2 separate regions of the Mus musculus genome follow, and region 1 is linked to region 2. Evidence: chromatin contacts called from public promoter capture Hi-C data. All regions are on one chromosome and are shown on one strand. Each heading gives the region's core, a stretch centred on a gene start, on an enhancer-like site or on the middle of the called end of the contact. The rest is flanking DNA. Distances are from core to core; before and after follow the strand shown. Region 1 holds the start of Isy1 (ISY1 splicing factor homolog). Region 2 holds the start of Nat8 (N-acetyltransferase 8 (GCN5-related)).

Region 1 (4,656 bases), core at 1,995-4,494, 2.0 Mb before region 2:
CTCTGCCACCCCCACCCCCAGCGCTGGGATTAAAGGCGTGAGCCACCACCACCTGGCCCGTGTTTTAATGTTTTTAGTGCATAGATTCTGGATAGAGAAAAGAAACAGTATTTGAGGTCCATAGAAAGGTACAGGAGGGCTGGTGAGTTGACTTGGTGATTAAGAGCACTGAATGCTCTTCCGAGGGTCCCGTATTCAAATCCCAGCAACCACATGGTGACTCAACCACCAGTAGTGAGATCTGACGCCATCTGGTGTGTCAGAAGACAGTTACAGTGTATGTATAGTAATAAATCTTTGGGCCGGAGCAAGCAGGGACTGAGCAAGAGATCCTACAGTTCAATTCTCAACAAACATGAAGGCTCACAACTATCTGTACAGCTACAGTGAACTCATAAAATAAATCTCAAAAAAAAAAAAGATGCAGGTGACATTGACAAAAGCATATTTTGAGGAATATTTTTAACTTGGAAATGTTCTTTTTTTTTTTTTTTCTCTCTTTCAACCAACTCAGTCTACTACATTTTTCTATCCTGGCATAGATGACAAAACAAGGCTTTTCTAATGAAGTGATTGAATTGACAAATAGATCGTGTTGTCTCATTGAGGATTCTTAAATGTTTTACTTTTTTAAAAATTCTGTGCATATGGGTGTGAATGTGGAGGTCAGAGAACAGTTTGTAGGAGGCGTTTCTCTTACGTGTAAATTCCAACATCAAACTAAGGTCATCAGACTTGCTAGTAAACACTCCCCTCATTTGAACTGTGAGCTGGGTGTAGTGGAATACACCTGTAGTTGCAACATTGGGAGGTTGAAACAGTATTAACATAGAGTTCCACATCAGCCTAAGATGGATAACAAGACCTTAAAAAAAAAAAAAAAACCCAAAACCTAAAAGCTTTGTGGGTTTTTATCCAAGGTGTGGCTGCACACCTGTAATGCCAACACCCGGCAATCAGGAAGATCAGAGTTTAAGGCACCATTTTCAGCTACAAGGCAAGTTCCAAGCCAGCCTGGGCTACTTGAGATCCTGGATGAAAATAAGTCTTAGAAGTCGGGTATCAAGACACATGTCTTTAGCTTGAGGCTAACCTGAGCTACACAGGCCAGCAGAACAACCTAGTGACACCCCCCCCATGTCTTAATGTGAAGAATGACCATTGTTTGGAATAAAATATTTTAAGACAATGGCCAAAACCATTCAAATTCAAAAATTCCTCTCCTTAAATTTAGAGAGAATTGGCCTGGGCCTGGCAGTGGGCTCTCGACTGCTCATGATACTGCCAGTTCTCAGCCTAAGCTGGTGGTTCCTGATTAGGGTCATCTCTCAGAATAAGGAAGGGGGTGGGAAATGGAGAGGGCTGGGGTTTGTTTTTAATGTGCTAGGCATTTAACCTAGTGTTCTTTCATTTCATGGGAAGTAGAGGAATGCTCATCTCTGACTTCATTTCCATTGGCTCCCCCTCCCCCCAGCCAGAAAAGGTCAGAACTCCACAAATCTCTGAATGTGAAATATCAGTGCTTTAGCAATGCAGAAATTAAGAGTTAAGGCAAAAATTCTTGGGGCTCCTGACCCAAAGCACCACCGACAATCATTTGGTTACATCCCCACAACCTATTTGGAAGAAGTGGGGGACACAGAATCTAGTTGGGTGACCGGCTGCCCACTTACATATATGTTCTAAAGTATCTGTCAGAACCTGTTTGATCCTGAACTACTAGTTCACGCCTCTGCTGAGATCTTGGAAAGCCGATATAGTGAGCTGACCATGGCTGAGATGTACAGCCAAAAACGTCTGCCAAATGCATACCAAAACAAATATTCTGGTTCCTGTCACCTACATCTGACTGCAAATGTCACTGGTTTTTAGCTCAATAAATGCCGTATACCTGAGCTTTGATGCAGTGTGCTTTGGGACAAGAGCCTGCCCACTAGTTGCCAACTAATAAGGGACTCTAATTTGGTCTTATATGCACGGTGGTAACATTCTTGCATGGACTATGACAGGGTACTCTCCTTAGTGTTGACTCAGTGGGAGAGCCCACCACCATTTCCAGAATCCATCTCTGCTAAGTGACTCACGTAGTCTCTAACTTCCCACTTGCTCCAGGTAGCTTTTTCTTCTCTGGACCTTACTCCGTATTTCATTTTCTTCTCATTACGTTTTTGTTTTTCGAGTCGTTTCGTGTGGCTATCCTGGAACTTAACTTTGTAGACTAGCTTCAAACTTCAAAGATATGCCTGCCTTCTGAGTCTTGGGATCCAAGCTGCCTTTTTCTTTAGTTTTTGAGGCAAGTTCTCACTATGCACCCCCGGCTCGCCTGGATTTCCTCTCTATGAAGACCAGGGTGTCCACCAGTTCACAGAAACTGGCCTCTTTTGCCATCAAAATGCTGGGATTGAAGGCATTAGCCAACAAGCCTGGCCTTATCTCTGTATTTTATTTTAATTAATTAATTAATTTGTTTTTTCGAGACAGGGTTTCTCTGTGTAGCCCTGGCTGTCCTGGAACTCACTTTGTAGACCAGGCTGGCCTCGAACTCAGAAATCCGCCTGCCACTGCCTCCTGAGTGCTAGGATTAAAGGCGTTCGCCACCACCGCATCTCTGTATTTTAAAAGATGTGGTCTCTGCCTTCTGGGAATGTGTGGAGAGAGAGCTGATTCCTTGGCTTAAATGTTTCTTTCACGATCACATCTGTCAGTTTCATGGAAACAGCCACCTTTAATAAAGAATAATGATAATTATACACGTTTCTTAAAAGGAGGACGATCATAGTCTCAGTCACTGTTCAGCTCCAGGTAAATGGCAGGCAGCGGTGAAGAAGCCTCCCAGGAAGACAGGTTCGCCCCAATGGCTATGGTTTGCCCCAGTGCCTGCGCCTGGCGGGTCCAGGCAGGTGACAGAACTCCACGCAGGGTCCCTAGGGGCTATGAACACTCAGTGCATTCAGAGAGGTGCAGTCATTTTCAAAAAGGTCATCTGCTGTCATAGAAGACTCAGGAAGGGCAGAGGCAGGCGAATCTTTGACCGCAGTTACCAGCAGAACGAAACCAAACGACAAATGACGCACACATTCCTGCCGCGCAAGCGTAGTCTTGCTGACTTAGGCGCGGGATGACGCACTGGACACGCGTCGGCGGGAAGCCGCCTACCGAAGCTCCACTGCAATTCTCTCCCCTCCCTCGTCCTCCCTCCCTCGCTTCCGGTCCTTAATTTCCGGTCCTTTCCATTTAGTCTTCCGACAAAAAGACCAGACTGTCCGCTGTTTTCCGTTCCCGCGTCTGCCTGCCTTGTTCCGGGCGCCTGAGCACGTTGCGTTGCAGAGCGGCGCCAGGGCGCCCTCGCCGGCACCATGGTGAGTGCGTTGGGGAAGGGATGGGGCTCACGGGGGACCCGAGGTCTGGGCCAGTGTGCGGCCTCGGGCTCCCTGGCCTATGCCGGGATTCTTTTCCCACCTGGCGTAGCTGTAAGAAATGGCAAGAAAACTGAGTTTGGGAGCTGTATTGCGTCTTGGTGGTTCAGTCTGGGTGAAGCACATTATGCGTAGAGACTGAACGGCCCGGGCGTTCTCAGGTTCCACGGATAGGACCTTTTAAAGGGCAGGGTCTCCACGCCTTTGCTTGCCTGAAACCGAGGACAGAATCTGACATTCTCTAGACGTGTGTGACATAACCGTGAGTGAATGAATAGGATGGGCTGATCTGTTGAGAGGTTGTGATTCTCGGTTTCATTCACTCAAGAAGCGTTTAATATGGAAGTATGAGATCAGACACAGTGTTGGTTCAAAGAGGCGCAGTTACTGTAGTAATTTCAAAGTAAAGTGTCCGTGGACCTCGAGAGATGGCCCAGTGATCAAAAACCACTTCACTTTGGTTCCCAGCACCCACATGGTTGCTTACAATCATCCAAAACTCTAGTTTTAGGGGATCCAACACCCACTTGTTAAGTGACACTAGACACTCATGTGGTGCACTTACATGCATACATGCAAAGCACTCATACACATACAAAAAATATTAAAAAATTAAAGGTAAAAATCCCCTTAAAAGTATACGGAGTGGCTTTCATACTTCTGAGATTTATTGATGTCTTTGAAATCTGTATAGTCTTATCTACAAAACCAGCCCATTTTGGTAGATATTTATCTATATGCATATACCAAATTATGTTTAAGGATCAGGTGTAAGTATATGCATAACCACGTGCAAAATATGGACACATTCAAATATATAGGCCTTCTTGTCAGTCTGTGCTTTATAATACTAAGTAGAAAAAAAACATTAATACACTTTGGGCGGGGTGGTATTTACACATACATAGGGGCAAACAGATACATACTCCTGTTAAATAAAACAGATGCATAAACATTTAAGGAAGCCATGGAATGCTTACAGAGGATGTTTTGGACACTACAGACTGTTGAGAACAGAAACCTAAAAAGGAGAGGAAACAGTGGTCTTGAACAGCTACTTCTGAAGGAGGGTGTGTCCTGTATTGATGTCATGTTCATATATCCACCTTCCACTGGCCAGGTTCCTTTCAGAGTTGATTGGAAGGGGCAATCTGAAGGGCAAGTTAAATTAAACTCATCTTGCTGACTCTCTAGACTGTGTGTCTGTTTCTGCTTGACTTCATGCGTTTATCTGAGTAAG
Region 2 (4,354 bases), core at 1,122-3,621:
ATTTGGGCCAGCCACTGGAAAGCAGGCCCTGTGTGGGCAACATATACAGCATTGCAATGCCCTGAGATTCCCCACTGAACTAGATTGTATTTGGAGAATCAGCCTCTGCCTGTCATTCTATCTCTGTGAATTGGGGGGGGGGGCTCCTAGTTTAGTACCCACACAGCTTCTTATTGTGGACACTGCTGTCAGTTTGAACTTGGAACAGGGTGGTCACATGGTAAGAGTGAGGAAGGGGCCTGAGGAAGGGATGCTAGGGCTCTTGCATGGGATGTTTAGTGCACAAGGAGGGATAGAGGTCTCTGTTGCCTCTAGCTCCGTGCCCTCAGAACATCATGACCTCCCAGAAGGTAACTGTGGAGGTCAAGATAAAAGTGGACTCCTATTAATTGTCCATCCCATAATCGTCTGAACAGGATAAGTATGGAATGGGGGTAGGACCCCCAATACCAAAACTCTAGAGCCTTAATATCCTTGTAAACCTACTTTCTAAAAATACATTATTTTTATGCATATGAGTGCTTTACCAGTTTGTATGTCTGCGCACCACGTGCATGAAGTGCCCATGAAGGCCAGAAGAGCCAACACTCTTAATTACTGGGCCACCTTTCCAGCACTCCACCCCAAACCTACTTTTATGTGGCTTATGTCTCCACTGTAGGAAGTCTCGGGACTTCTGGACACCCTGATGGTAACCAGAGCCCATGCCCTCACTCCTGCATACATAGAAGTCCTACATCCCTATCTGAGTGCTTCTATTCTTGGCTGCATGATATTCTTCTCTTCTTTTGGGGTGCCAGGGTTCCTCATCTTGCCTTACATCTGCATCTCTATGTAGGTTTTCTTGGGTTCCCAGTGGTCCTTTACTTCTGTTGGGGTGCTTATGTTATTGAATTAATGGTGGCTTACATTCTGCCTTAGGTACAAACAACATTGAATTATGATGGTAGGTCTCTTGGGAGCCTGGTGCTCCCACCCTTTCTCCCTGAGGACCTCCATCCATCCGGGAGCATGTACACTCTTGCTACCAGAATCCTCTCTACCAGGTCACTAGGAATGCTGTTGTCAGGGGCCATCAGTATCTGTAGAGTATCAGCTACCTGGGATCACAGTGGCTTGAATCTCCAGCAACCTGGGGTCTTTGGGACTGAACCTCTTCAAGATGACAAAGAACTGACCCTTAACAGCAAAGGCACACTTCCTATTCTCAGGAAATACAAGTGAACTTTAGACTAATCAGCTAAATATCACTGACACTGGGATGCTGGGGCAGAGGGAACTAGGAAGCTTCGGGTGTCTCGGGACGGCATTTGGTTGCAGGAAGCTCATCCTGTGCTTAGAATGGCAGGAAAGTCCACAGTCCAACTCACCTTCAAGTCTTCCCAAGGTTTAGAGTTCTGGGCTTTGAGAAGCCCCAAGGGAGCACTGTGCACATAAAGACACAGAGGGCAGGGAAAGCCCAGAAGCTCCTGCGCTGCTGCTTGACTGGGTTTCAGTCTTGTTTTGTTTCCCCTAATGAATTTTAATGCCCTTTAAGGCAAAGCGCTCGTGAATCCTGGGCAAGAGATGGTATAACATGAAGAAGCCATGAAGAGGGATGGCAGCCTTCCACAGGAGTAAGATCTATCATGGAGCTTGCTTCTCCATGTTAGTCTTGTGGGGATCACAAAGCGAACAGACAAAAGCTCTCTCCTCTGTCACATACACACACAAACACACTCATCAAATATGACGACTTGCACTAGAATGGTCCCCAGTTGGTGGAACTTTTTTTTTTTTTTTTTACATTCACATCAAATATCTGAAATCATTAACCCAGTCCACATTTTAAACTGGGCTGTGTGCAGACAGGAGTGGGGATGGTGTGCAGTGCTCCACCACTGAGCAACCCTTAGAGCTCACAGAGGTACCCTTTGTCCAGGTCTGGCCACCAAACAATGGGTAGGTGAGCGAGAGCCTGTGTAGGTGAGAATGGGGACAGCAGGTCCCTGAGGACCACCCGCACCCATTGCCAAGGAGCAGACACAGCTTGGAGGGTGAGGAAGTGGACACTCAACACTGAGGCTCTGGAGCCCACAGACCTGGGTTCTTGCTTGTGACAAGTGAGGTCTAAGGGAGTGGCTCAGGTTCCAATTTCCTCCTAGCAGGTGCATGCAGAGACCAAAGTGGGCATTGGGGAGGACCAACTATGACAAGACACAGGCTGTAGGCCAGAAGGGCCAAGAAGAGAAGCGGCAGCCTCCCACCAGAGTGATGGCCTTTGAGCCATCCCAGATGCCCCTCCCAGATGCCCCTCCCAGATGCCCCTCCCAGATGCCCCTCCCAGATGCCCCTCCCTTCCAGGTTAATTCTGTGGTGATCACAAGCTCAGGTGGACTTTGGCTCCCTGCCTCATCACAAGCTCACTCCTTCCCCATGGTTATCAAACACCTAGGTGCTCGCCAAGGAGACCTCTACCCAGGGGAGCCCAGGGTAAGTTGCACTGTCCCAAGGTTCACCTAACACGTGCATCTTGGGCTTCAGGCAGGACCAAGAATCTTGGGCAAGAGATGGTATAACATGAAGAAGCCATGAAGAGAGATGGCAGCCTTCCACAGGAGTAAGAGCTATCGTGGAGCTTGCTTCTCCACGTTAGTCTTGTGGGGATCACAAAGCGAACAGACAAAAGCTCTCTCCTCTGTCACATTCCAGCCTTTGACTTCTGGTTTATGATTATCCAGGAACCAGCCAATGAGGCACCAGCCCACGTCTATTCTTCAGAGGTGGGGCATGGCCTGGCAGGTTCTGGATGTTATCAGTGACTGTGGCCATTTTGGACACTCGGCTGTAGTAGCAGCTAAGAGGACAGAGAGACAAGGTTGGTGTTCCTGAGGGTGGGGGTCTAGAGTCCCACAGCCTTCCTGGGTGTTTGAAGGTAGGGTGCTTGGGGCTTGACCCTTGTCTTTTAGTGGATTGAAACTTTCTAACCAGGGGAAGAAGATTTACTGAAACTTACTATTGGGAAAGTGTGATTCTGGTATTTATAAATCCTGAAGAGGAAGCACAACTGGGAACCACATCTTCCTTCCACGGGCTACCATGTCCATGTACCACAGATCAGGTAGCCTGTAACTTGGTAAGGATAGAGGTGGAAGGAGGACTGACTGTACAAACTTGCAGTATTAAATCCCCCAATTCACCCCGGAAACCAGTTATTACACTACCGTGGTCAGTAGATGAGCACACACACAGGCTCAGAGAAGTTGACATGCCTAGGTTTCAGTGACTTTGCAGGGGAGGAGTCTGGGGTATAATGTTCTGGAAACTGATGCCTTCTCCCAGTGTTGGTGTTCTACTCCCTCCTGGGTGGCTGTGAAAACCTGCGAGGCTAGAAGCTGGGTGGTGAGTAGAGGTTTAGAAGATGCATCTGGCTTCCTTTGTCTCCTTTAGGGCTGCGAGGCAGCAATATAAACAGATCTGGTGTCTCTCATGGATGCTGAGATTTGAGACGAAGTTTCCCCATGGCTTCTTTTCGCATCCGCCAGTTCCAGGAGAGGGACTACAAACAGGTCGTGGATGTGTTCTCCAGGGGCATGGAGGAGCACATACCCACTGCCTTCCGCCACTTGCTGACACTGCCCCGAACCCTCCTGCTCTTAGCTGTGGTGCCCCTTGCCATAGTCCTGGTGTCTGGCTCCTGGTTCCTGGCTGTTGTATGCATTTTCTTTCTGTTCCTATTCTTGTGGTTCCTCGCCAGCAAGCCCTGGAAGAATTATGTGTCCAAATGTTTACACACAGACATGGCTGACATCACCAAGTCCTACCTGAGTGTCCGTGGCTCAGGTTTCTGGGTGGCTGAGTCTGGGGGGCAGGTGGTGGGTACAGTGGCTGCTCGGCCAGTCAAGGATCCTCCGTTAGGGAGGAAGCAGCTGCAGCTCTTTCGCCTGTCTGTGTCCTCACAGCATCGAGGACAGGGGATAGCGAAAGCGCTGACCAGAACTGTCCTCCAGTTTGCAAGGGACCAGGGTTACAGTGATGTTGTCCTTGTGACTGGCCTTTTGCAGCAAGGTGCTGTGACTCTCTACTACAGCATGGGCTTCCAGAAGACAGGTGAATCCTTCGTGGACATACTCACATGGCTTGTGGATGTTTCTCTAATTCATTTCATATACCCACTCCCTTCTGCTCAAAAATATGAGTTGTGATCTCTCTCAGTGTGTCTGTCAGCCTCTGGTTTACTATGCTGTGGGAATAAATAACCCAGAGATTGTGGTGGACAAATCACAAAATTGTCTTTGTTGTTTTCATTGTATTCCTGCTCGTTAGATGATCAGTGGAGAATGAGGGCAAATGAAGTGCTCTGATGCCGTTCACA

What was found. Promoter capture Hi-C pulls out the DNA fragments that hold promoters and counts their contacts.
Region 1: a promoter capture Hi-C map of liver shows a contact between it and region 2, with 4 times the contacts expected there. The contact joins the promoter of Isy1 here to the promoter of Nat8 in region 2. A contact is called at or near these places in 2 of 39 promoter capture datasets (frontonasal cranial neural crest and liver).

What each region holds. Positions count from the first base shown.
Region 1 is chr6:87,837,347-87,842,002 of GRCm38.p6, reverse strand. Isy1 (ISY1 splicing factor homolog) reads left to right here and starts at 3,244. Exons shown (of 11, transcript NM_133934.4): 1 at 3,244-3,359. The coding sequence starts at 3,357.
Region 2 is chr6:85,830,296-85,834,649 of GRCm38.p6, reverse strand. Nat8 (N-acetyltransferase 8 (GCN5-related)) reads left to right here and starts at 2,371. Exons shown (of 3, transcript NM_023455.4): 1 at 2,371-2,472; 2 at 2,721-2,857; 3 at 3,430-4,263. The coding sequence starts at 3,501. The coding sequence ends at 4,184.